Regions from separate parts of the Sus scrofa genome. Here region 2 is linked to region 1. Evidence: chromatin contacts called from public HiChIP or PLAC-seq data. All regions are on one chromosome and are shown on one strand. Each heading gives the region's core, a stretch centred on a gene start, on an enhancer-like site or on the middle of the called end of the contact. The rest is flanking DNA. Distances are from core to core; before and after follow the strand shown. Region 1 overlaps PIP5K1B (phosphatidylinositol 4-phosphate 5-kinase type-1 beta). Region 2 overlaps TJP2 (tight junction protein 2).

Region 1 (5,373 bases), core at 344-2,843:
GAATCCTAGATAGAAAATACTCTCTTACCTGAAATGTTGCCATAGGTTCCTAATCCATCTTTCTCTCTCCACTCTTGCCCTCTTTCAGCCTATCTTCCACAGAGCCAAAGTGATATTTAAAACTTAAACCAGATAATATCATTCTCCTGCTTGAAACTCCTCAGTTGCTTCTCATAACACTTGTAAGATCCAAACTCCTTTACCTCCTCATACCACTCTCCCCCTTATACTTCAGCTGTAGGGCCCTTTTTACTTTTCTTGCCAGCTGACCACACCCATGTCTGCCTTGGATCTTTGCACCTGCTATTCTCTATGGTTGGAATATTTATCCCCCAGATGTCAACATGATTGCTTCTTATCATTTAGATCTCAGTTTTATCTGATTGGCCCCTCCTTCCTACCAGTGCTGCTCTATTTTTTCCACTCCATTTATTCCTAAGATTTGCCACTATCTGAAAATAGCCTACACATTTATCCTTCCCCACCCTCCAGGAGAAATTAAATGTCCTAAACATTAGGGCCTAATTCCTACCACTGCAGTGCCTGGCACATAATTGGTACATAGAAAAAAATATGACTGAGTACATGAAAGAATAAATACAAACCGGAGTTCCCATCATGGCACAGTGGAAACGAATCTGACTAGGAACCATGAGGTTGCAGGTTCCATCCCTGGCCTCATTCAGTGGGTTAAGGATCCCGTGTTTCAGTGAGGTGTGGTGTAGGCTGCAGACTTGGCTCAGATCCCACGTTGCTATGGCTGTGGTGTAGGCTGGCAGCTACAGCTCCGATTTGACCCCTAGCCTGGGAACCTCCATATGCCATGTGTATGGCCCTAAAAACCAAAAAAAAAAAAAAAAAAAAAAAAAAAAAAAAGAATAAATACAAACCGATTTGTAATGAGATATGAAAGTTTATATTAATCACACTAGCCAACTATTGTGTTTTCATTACATTTGAGGACCCGTTGGTTTTCCCTTCATTTCATCCCTCATTATGAACATGATTGAGCACATATGCCTGTGCCAGAAATGACTATAAGTAAAACAATAGTAAATAGTTAATAGAATTACACACACGTTGGTTTTCTTCCCCTGTGACCTAAATAGTTCTGATTTACCATTCTCTCCAACTCCTCTCCCACGTACCACCTTGTGCAGATTACCATCATCTAGGGCCTAGAGGGTGGCCTCCTCTCTGGCTTTTTTCCGAAGATTTTAATGTCTTCTCCAGACTTGAGTCCTTTCATTCTTTCAGTTGCTTTCAGTTTTCCATGCAGGAAAAACTTCCACGTTTTCATTGTTCTCAGGACCGACCCTGCTCTACCAACCTTAGGTCCCACCCAGCTCACCCTCCACTCCAGGCCACACTCACTCCCTCCCTTCCTTCCTGGTTCCTGCCAGCCACTCTCTTCTCTGCTTCCCAAGCAGTTCTACACCGCATCCTTTTCTCAGGCTTCTTGGGATCTCAGGAGATGTCCCTTCCTCAGGGAAGCCCTTTCTTGTTAGGCCAAATATTACTCCTCATCATACAGTCCCACACCGCCAGGGGCCTCTCTCTCAGAGCTCTTATTTTATAAAAATATACTCCTGAATATGTTTGTTTATATTTTATAAGTATATACTCCTTAACATTAACAGGCATTAAAGCAAGTTTGCGCCCAGTGCTTATTAGCGGAAGGAACGTGCCCACTGGCTGCCCAAACATTCCTCGCCCCTCCCGCCAGGCCTGCGGCGCGGCTATTACGCATTAAGCAGGCGCTGTGAGGAGAGACAGCTCAGGGCGCCTGCGCAAAGAGACACGCATGCGCAAGGCACGAGCCCGCTGACAGATTCGCGGTGGCGGTGGTGGCGGCGGCGGCCCTGTATTGCGGGGAATGGGAATCCTAGGTCTCTGACTGAGCACCGCCCCCGCCTCCCTGCCCCCGACATGGCTCAGGAGAAGATGGAGCTAGACCTGGAGCTGCCTCCGGGCACGGGTGGGAGCCCGGCGGAGGGCGGCGGCAGTGGTGGCGGCGGGGGCCTCAGGAGGTCTAACAGCGCCCCCCTCATCCACGGCCTCAGTGACACTTCGCCGGTGTTCCAGGCCGAGGCGCCGAGCGCCAGGCGGAACAGCACAACGTTCCCGAACCGCCACGGCCTGCTGCTACCAGCCTCCCCCGTCCGCATGCACAGCAGCCGCTTGCACCAGATCAAACAAGAGGAGGGCATGGACTTGATCAACCGAGAGACGGTCCACGAGCGCGAGGTGCAGAACGCAATGCAGATAAGCCACTCCTGGGAGGAAAGTTTCAGCCTGAGTGACAACGACGTGGAGAAATCCGCCTCCCCGAAACGCATTGATTTCATTCCAGTGTCACCAGCACCGTCACCCACCCGGGGAATTGGAAAGCAGTGTTTTTCACCGTCTTTGCAAAGTTTTGTGAGTAGCAATGGATTGCCTCCAAGTCCTATTCCCAGCCCAACGACCCGATTTACTACCCGCAGAAGCCAGAGTCCCATTAATTGCATTAGACCAAGTGTTCTTGGACCATTGAAAAGAAAATGTGAAATGGAAACTGAATATCAGCCAAAGAGATTTTTCCAGGGCATCACCAACATGCTTTCTTCTGACGTTGCACAACTGTCAGATCCTGGTGTGTGTGTATCTTCCGATACCCTTGATGGAAACAGCAGCAGTGCCGGATCTTCTTGTAACTCACCAGCGAAAGTCAGCACTACCACCGACTCTCCTGTATCGCCTGCCCAAGCGGCGTCTCCATTTATTCCAGTAGATGAACTTTCATCTAAGTGATTCACCCACCCATCCTGAGACTCGGTTTTGTTTTTGTCTTTGCAATGGAGAGAAAAATCAAGCTGGAGCAAGCACTGAACTTTGTCGATTAATTTGAGGCTATTTCCTATTTGACCCTTTTCCTTTTTTGGAATTTCCTGAAATGTTGTTATTCTAGAGAACTTTATGTCAGGTTCCTGCAGATGCCCTTGACTTCAGTGTAGTAATATTTTCAGACGTTTTCCCAATAAGTGTGTTGAAGCATACATCTTTATGCTGCTAATATGTCTAAATACATATGTTATCCCTTGATTTTTTAAAATAACTGAGAGCTCTATTTATTTATGGGATTATTAAGTTCTGATGCAAATATAAATGTTGAATTAATCAGCATAGTAAACTGATGTTTTAAAATTCCATACTTCATGCCCACACTAATTTTTTAATGTTATTTTCAGTGATTGCTAATTTCTATTTGATGAAGTACAGTAACTTACCTATGTACACTTGTTTTTTAACTGTTAGTTATATCCATCCAGTGGTTGTCTATTTTACCCAGGAATCCTCAAATATTTAATTTTCTAGTACAGAAGTGGATTGGGAGAGGGTGATAAAGGAACAAAATACAAAAATTTGCACCAAATCTTTTAAAATTAAATATATAAAAGTAAATATTAAAAAACATTTTCTAATGAAATTTTAATAGTAAATCCATAAGTCATAAAAATATAACTCCTATACAGGATTTTTCTTTCTTTTTTTTTTTAAGCTAAAAAAGGTATTCTTTGGGGCATAATCCTAATGTGAAATGGGACAGTGCCTTACAGTCTTGGCCCACTGTACATAGGCTGAGGCCAGGTTCTTTGTACCACTGCAAACATTAAATTTTTTCAATACAGAAAATGTGTGGGAAGCCCTGTTGAACTTCAGCAGAACACCCAGGCAGATGAATTGCTCTCAATCATTAATAATCTTTATGATATCCAGTCATGCCTCAGTGAAAATCCTTGCCAGCAAGGAGCCAGAGCATCTTTTGGCTGCTTTTCTGCTCTGCCCATCTGTCACCTTGGTTTTCCTTGGCTCAGGAAGGAAGCAACTGTTTCCTTGCCAACAGGTCCTTCCTCTCCACCTCCTAAGAAACCAGGGCATCATCTGTTAGACAGAGATACAGTGTGACTCAAATTTCTGACAGTAAGCAACAATAGGACTGTGGATTTGTTTGAGGAACCTCTGTGGTTAAAGCTATAGCTGGAGTCAACTGCCTGGGGCAATGTCTGTTAACTGAGGGTCAGTGACTTGCCAGAGGAAATCAGGGGAAATTATTAGGTTTTGTTAAGGTAGAATTGTGGAATGTTCTTTTCTTTTTGCCTTTTACAGTTAAGACAAAATATGAAAGTATTCAATAACAATTTTTTATATTACACTTCCTTAATGATATTTTCTGTATCTTCCTTAGCTAGATAGGTAGATAGAAAGAATGGCAAACAAAAGAGGAAGGGAGAAAAAAAGACTTTTAGACCAAGAAACCAAGACAAAAAGTTCCAGCTTGCTTTAAGTTATTGCCTACAGAGACTTTTACAATTATGTGGAATTTTTAAAAGTATGAGAATAAATGGAACTGGCCAAATTTTGACAGTTGCCTCAAGAATTCAGTGAATTACACCAAGGGTAAGAGTGTGTCCACAGGTTTAAAGTTCTTCTGGGTAATTTTATTCATGTGCTCCAGTCCTGACCTTGTTCCTCAAATTCAAATGTGTGTATCCAACTTCCTTTTGGGTACTTTGACCTGCTTCCAGAGGTACTTTAACCTCAGCATCTCCAAAACAAAATTTATTATTGTTTTTATTTAACCTGTTTCTAAATTGCCTAAATTGATGTCATCCTATCTAATTTCCTAAACTGGAAACCACAGGGAGAATCTTTGACTTTTCCTGGTTCCCTCTCATATCCAGCTCTCAATCACCAAGTCTTGTTTACTTTTGAAGTGAATCTCATCTCTCCCCTTCCCTGTCTCTGTTGCTCCTGATTTAGCTTAAGTTCTGGCCTAAGTGATCTCTCAACTTGTTTTCTTAATTCCCTGTTGGCCCAGTCCTCACACTGCTTCTCAAGTGTTCTTTATAAGATGTAAAGTTGATTTTATCAGCCGCCTGTTTAAAAATTTTATATGCTTCCCCATTTTCTAGTTTAGAAAATACTCTCTTTAGCCTGCATATAATAAGGTCCTTCATGAACTGGCCACAGTCTTAATTAACACAGCTTTAATCCTCTGCTCATCTGTCTCAATTACACATCCTTCCTTCTTACTCTGTAAATAACAGACCGCTGGATACACTTTAAATATGCCATGTACTTTCACGTGTTTGTGCCTTTGATTAAATTGTTCTTTCTCCCTAAATGCCATCCTTACCCTTTTCAGCCAAGAAAATGTTTCTTTTTGTGGCATTTGAATTTAACCATGAAATAATACATACTTTCTGATTAGAAACATATTTCAACAATGCAGATAGCTATATAGTTTAAAAAAATGAAAGTCTGCCTTTTATTATGTAGAATTCATCTTCCCTTCCCCTAGGGAGTTTCTGATAATAATTCAGTAAATAT
Region 2 (5,577 bases), core at 1,691-4,190, 420 kb after region 1:
GGTGGTATCTTGGGTCTGACCTCCAAAGCCTGCTTATTTACAGGGAAGCTTTTTCTATAGTATCATTTTCATGGTGTTTTATTGAAGTGTAAAGTGCACAACTCCGAAGTGGAGAGCTTGGTAATTTTTTTTAAATTGTAAAACACACACGAGATCCACCATTTTAAAGTGTACAGTTCAGTGGCATAAGGTTGTGTAACCTCTGCCACTATCTAGAATGTACTTTTTTACATGAATGTATTCACCTGTATGATCACCACCTAGACCAAAAAATAGAAATTTCCATCACTTTACAGGTTTCTCTCCCGCCACTTTTCTGACTGCTACCATCCCACGCGCCCACAAGGGAACCTCTCTTTTGATGGCTCTCAGCCTAGTGTAGTTTTGCTTCACCTCGAGAGAAGCTGTATACATGAAATCAACATTTGGTGTTTGGGGAGTTCCCATTGTGGCTCAGCGGGAACAAACCTGACTAGTATCCATGAGGTTGTGGGTTCAATCCCTGGCCTCGCTCAATGGGTTAAGGATTTGGCGTTGCCATGAACTGTGGTGTAGGTTGAAGATGAGGTTCAGATCCCGAGTTGCTGTGGCTGTGGTGTAAGCTGGCAGCTGTGGCTAACCTGGGAACCTCCGTATGCTGCAGATGTAACCCTAAAAAGCAACAAGAAACAAATAAATAAAACCCAAAAAAGCCATTTGGTGTTTGATTTCTCTCCTTAGAGTAACCTTTGTGAGATTCATCTGTGATGTTGTGTGATTCAGTAGTCTTTTTTTTATTGCTGAGTAGTTAATACTCCGTTTATAAGAGTTTGTTTGTTCATTGATTCTTTTGTGGATGGATAGTTGGATTGTTGTCAGCTTTTTGTTTTGTTTCTATTATGAATAAAGCTTCCATGAAAATAATCTTCAGAGTTCCCTGGTGGCTTTAGGTTAAGGATCTGGCATTGTCACTGCTGTGGTGTGGGTGAATTCCTGGCTCAGGACCTTTCATATAGCACAGGTGCAGCCAAAAAAAGAAGGAAAGAAAGAAAGAAAAGAAAAGAAAATCACCTACACTTTGTTCTGTAGGCTTATGTACCCATTTCTCTTGTGTAAGTTCCTAGGAGTAGGATTGCTGGGTCATGGGTTGGAGATATGTTTAACTTTCACTCTGTGTGTTTAACTTTCATTTAGTGATGTCGAAGTCAGGCAGACCTTGTTTGAATTCTTTTTGTCCTGACACTTTCTTGGCCTTGGGTAGCATACTTTTCTAAGGGTTGGTTTTCTCAGCTGTAATATACATTATTTACCCTTTCGGTCAGGATTCAGTGAAGAAAACAGACATCATTCTAGCTATTTCAAGGTGAAAGAGATTTAACAGAGAGAATTAGGTGCCTCCAGAACAAAAGCCTGGAGGATGACAACCAAGATCCCACTACTAATTCTCTGATTTGTGCCACTACCTACCCCCCCCCCCCACCACCAGAGTTAGAACGCTGCTGCTGCTCAGAGCCAGAACCTTCAAAAAAACCATCTCACCTTTCTTCAGAGGAGGCTGATGCGGTAGGGAGCTTGGGGATAGCAGCAAAGCTCAGGTCTGGAAAATCAGTTTTTACCCATGACTGCTGCTACAGGAAAAGGAAAACGAATGGCATCTGCTTCCCTTCATCCTTTAAGAACTTAAATAAATACTTGCACCTCATTGACATCCTGTTGGCAAGGGAGTCGTGGGATTCTGGCCTCTGGGAGTAGAAGCTGAGTGTCAGCAAACAAGAAATGGCATAGATGCCTCTTGGGGATGCAAAAGCAGCTTAAATGGTAGCAGTTATAATTTACTTGTATCATCATTATTACTGAAAAATGTGATGGGGCTTCTTTCTATTATTCGTGTTCAGAATCAGTCCTTTGACTCTATAGTCACCTAGTGCAGTGTTGACACAGCCATATGTATGTCCTACCTGAAGGGACTCAAGTTCTCGCTGCTCTGTGGTTTTAGGTACTTTTCTTTCTTTCTTTCTTTTTTTTTTTTTTGTTGGCTTTTTGGTGTTTCTAGAGCCGCTCCCAAGGCATATGGAGGTTCCTAGGCTAGGGGTCTAATTGGGGCTGTAGCTGCTGGCCTATGCCAGAGCCACAGCAATGCGGGATCCGAGCCGCGTCTGTGACCTACACCACAGCTCATGGCAACGCCGGATCCTTAACCCACTGAGCGAGGCCAGGGATCGAACCCACAACCTCATGGTTCTTAGTCGGATTCGTTAACCACTGAGCCATAATGGGGACTCCAGTACTTTTATATATGAGTAAGTTTGAGAAATTATAATTTGGAAGCCTATAAATTAGTACAGTCTGAGAGGTGGCTTGATTCTAAGAGCTGCTGTTTTTTGATGCATAATTTTATGAAACAAAAATGAGTGTTTTCTTTTTGAAGTCCTTTTGATTTGTTGGTTTTTAAGAAAATAAAAGGTATGTATCTGGTTTATAGGTGGGCTGAAGGGAATGTCTCCCTTTTCTCCCTCTGTCTTCTTTTATCAACATAAATGGAAAGAGATTTCGATCTTTATCCTGTTTTGGGTCTCACATCTCAGGCTGACGGCATGCTCTAGTCCACCCCAACATTTAGCTGTCCTGCTTGTGAAATACGAGCCATCATGTATAGCTCTTGAGACATTTAGAAATCATGACTCACCTTCTGCAAAATCATCCTTATGATGATGTCACATGTGGAAAGAATGAGTTTTTCTTCCTTTAGAATGTCTGTGAATCTTCACTCTCATTCAAATAATTTTCCCTATAACCCTGACTGATTAGGGACCTTACTTGCTTTCCGGTGAGTGGCTAGAATCAGCATGGCCAAGCAATTTATTCATCAGTGTTTTCTTTTGGATTTAGAGCTACGGTGCCCTTTCCGAAGACTCCTTGCGGAGAAATTTGAAGCGATAAGGAAATCAAATATTCCAAGGGTCAAGATAAGCATGAGCAGTAACTTCATCCTAGCCACTGGTTTCTCAGTTAGGGTGAGCTGGCGTGCTTAGATTTGAATGTGCTAGAAATATATTGACAGGATCTCCTGTTTTATCTCTTTTTCACCAGACCGATCCAGTCAGCCAGGGCTGACAATGGGTGTCCAAACAGTTTACAGTGGCTAATACAATGCACAAAGGCTTTCTTTGTTTGGAGAGCAGAAAATAGAGCTGAAGGGGAGCTTCTTAAGGGCACTGACCCAATTCACTCCTTCCACAGAAATGATTGGTTTTAAACATATATGTATTTCTGATCCAGGGGTCTATAAATATTTCAGCTAATAGCGTTACAGCCCGAGGAAGGAATGTGTAGTGCTGCTTTGTGTATTTTTGTAAAATGGCTTTTATTTTTATTTGAAATTATCCTTTAAAAATTAAAAAAGTCAAGTTCTGGCATGAACTGATTCCACAAAAGCTTAGGGAAAGGCAGCTGACATTGCGTATCCTCCTCAGTCCTTGAAACCTCTTCACATTTGGGAACTGATTAGCCACTGGCTTTTTAAAGATAAAGTTCTCTGTGGGCTATTTCTTTACAAAATGTGAGGAACCAGAACTAGCTTGAAAATAAAATTAGTTCAGGCATTGCTCAGCTTTCTGAATTTCTTAAATTTTGTTTTTGTGATTTACTTTGTGTAGAAATCATACATTGGTAATGTTTTTGCTGTTTATCACCTCAGAATATTTGCAGTCAGTATGCTCTGCCTTAAAGAGTCTCTCTGGCCTATTAATAGAACAGGAGCCAAGGAGAGTACACATGTTGCTGGGGGGGAAGGAAGCTCCTTTGGCTTAGTGTAGTAATAAGCTCTGAGTAACATTTGCATTGCTCGAAGTTGTCTTTGAGTGTGATTGGATGATTCCATAGAAATGTTGACCTGATTGGATTATATCCTCAGCAGTGAACCATCCTGAGAGAACAGCAGTCGTATCATTCCAGACAATCATCAGCTTTGCCCTTTTGGCTTTATATTTGGAATAATGATTTATGCAGCTGATTGTCCTTAGAAACTAGGGTGCTGTCATGTCTGTCTGTCTGCGTGTCTCTTTCATCTCTTCCCATTTGGATATGTTGGCTCTGTTTTTGTAGTCTGCTACATGGACATCCATTATCTTCATGAGAAGCAGCATAAGCTTTCATATCCCCCCACCCATAAGCTTTTTAATTGAAATGAGCTTAATCAAAACAAATGCTTGGAGTTCCCATCATGGTTCAGAGGTTAGAGAACCCCTGAACCTGATTAGCATCATGAGGACGCAGGTTCAATCGCTGCTTTCGCTTAGTGGGTTAAGGATCCAGTGTTGCTGTGAGCTGTGGGGTATATGGCAGATGCGGCTCAGATCCTGTGTTGCTGTGGCTGTGGTGTAGGCCAGTGTAGTTTCAGCTCTGATTGGACCCCTAGCCTGGGAACCTCCATATGCTGCAGGTGCGGCCCCCAAAACAATAACAACAACAACAACAACAAAAAAAACAAATGCTTGGAAAAATGTTTTAGAACCGCAAACACTATCCTCAGCTAGATATAAACTTCAGTGTATGTGTTTATCCTTTCAGAAGAGCAGTGTGTTTTCAGCGAGGCCTGGACTCTGTCTCATGTTGCTAGGGGTGTCACTTTTAACCTTGGCGGGTGGATTGTGAGTTCCGGGGACAAGTCTGGTTCTTGGCATTACTAGTCCAGGCACAGAATAGTTGCTCAGTAAATGAGGGAAGGTGAAAGGAAGAGAACGGAGAAGTCCCACAAAAACTGAAATGAGATTGGTCCAGCTGTGTTTTCTCTCAGTTGTTCATTGGCTTGCTCTCAAGTGTCCAGCACAACTCCTGGTGTTTCTGTAAAATGTCTAATCCTGTGGGGGCTCAGGTCAGGCTTTTCTCTAGTGAAGTGAGAGAAGGAAGCCTTGTGGGTGATGCATGTTAGCCCTGGTATAGACCTCATCGAGTCCTCCCCACCAAGTGAGCGCGTAGACGTTAAAACCTGATTTCATAGGTGAGGACATTGAGGTTCAGAAATGTTAAGCAACTTGTTCATGTCACATGGCGTGTGTGACAGGGTGGGAATTTGAGCCAAAGTCCATTTAATTCACTTGAAACCTGTAGATTTTTTCCATTCCACCAGCCTCTGCTTTTTAGAATCAGATGAGCAGAGAAATAAAAGAAAATAGCAGCCCTCTGTTGATTTGTAGGATTTTACACATTATCACTGAAAGTATATAGAAATTTTTTGGGGTGGTTGTTTTTAGCTTTTTTCTCTTTTTATTGTTTTGATCTTTTTAGGGCCTCACCTGCTGCATATGGAGGTTCCCAGGCAAGGGGTTGAAAGAAATTTTTAATGTATAGTTGATTTACAATGTTGTGAAAATTTCTGCTGTACACCAAGGAACTCAGTCATATATATGTGTGTGTGTGTGTGTATACACATACCTATATATACACACACACACATTCTTTTTCTCATATTATTCTCCATCATGTTCTACACAAGAAGTTGGATATAGTTCCCTATGCTATACAGTAGTAATATATGGAAATTTTCCTCTAGGGAATTGTGAGTTGCGATTAACATATCAATGTTTTTAAGAGGTGTTT

The links. HiChIP or PLAC-seq counts read pairs in DNA pulled down with a chosen protein or histone mark.
Region 2: an H3K27ac HiChIP or PLAC-seq map of alveolar macrophages shows a contact between it and region 1. The contact joins two enhancer-like sites. A contact is called at or near these places in 1 of 47 Hi-C or Micro-C datasets (embryonic fibroblasts) and 1 of 2 datasets of contacts at active chromatin or transcription factors (alveolar macrophages).

Annotation. Positions count from the first base shown.
Region 1 is chr1:222,117,933-222,123,305 of Sscrofa11.1, forward strand. The region is part of intron 1 of PIP5K1B (phosphatidylinositol 4-phosphate 5-kinase type-1 beta); the gene reads left to right. It overlaps FAM122A (protein FAM122A), which reads left to right. Exons shown (of 2, transcript XM_021085089.1): 2 at 1,675-4,405. The coding sequence ends at 2,793. Among named protein-coding and RNA genes, the nearest start is that of FAM122A, 6.3 kb to the left of the region's middle. Within about 2 kb of position 1,594, at least 77 of the 83 cell types and tissues checked have an H3K27ac peak or open chromatin away from gene starts, as enhancers often do. A contact at or near this core is called in alveolar macrophages, where this site is marked.
Region 2 is chr1:222,534,616-222,540,192 of Sscrofa11.1, forward strand. The region is part of intron 2 of TJP2 (tight junction protein 2); the gene reads left to right. Among named protein-coding and RNA genes, the nearest start is that of TJP2, 63 kb to the left of the region's middle. Within about 2 kb of position 2,941, at least 21 of the 83 cell types and tissues checked have an H3K27ac peak or open chromatin away from gene starts, as enhancers often do. A contact at or near this core is called in alveolar macrophages, where this site is marked.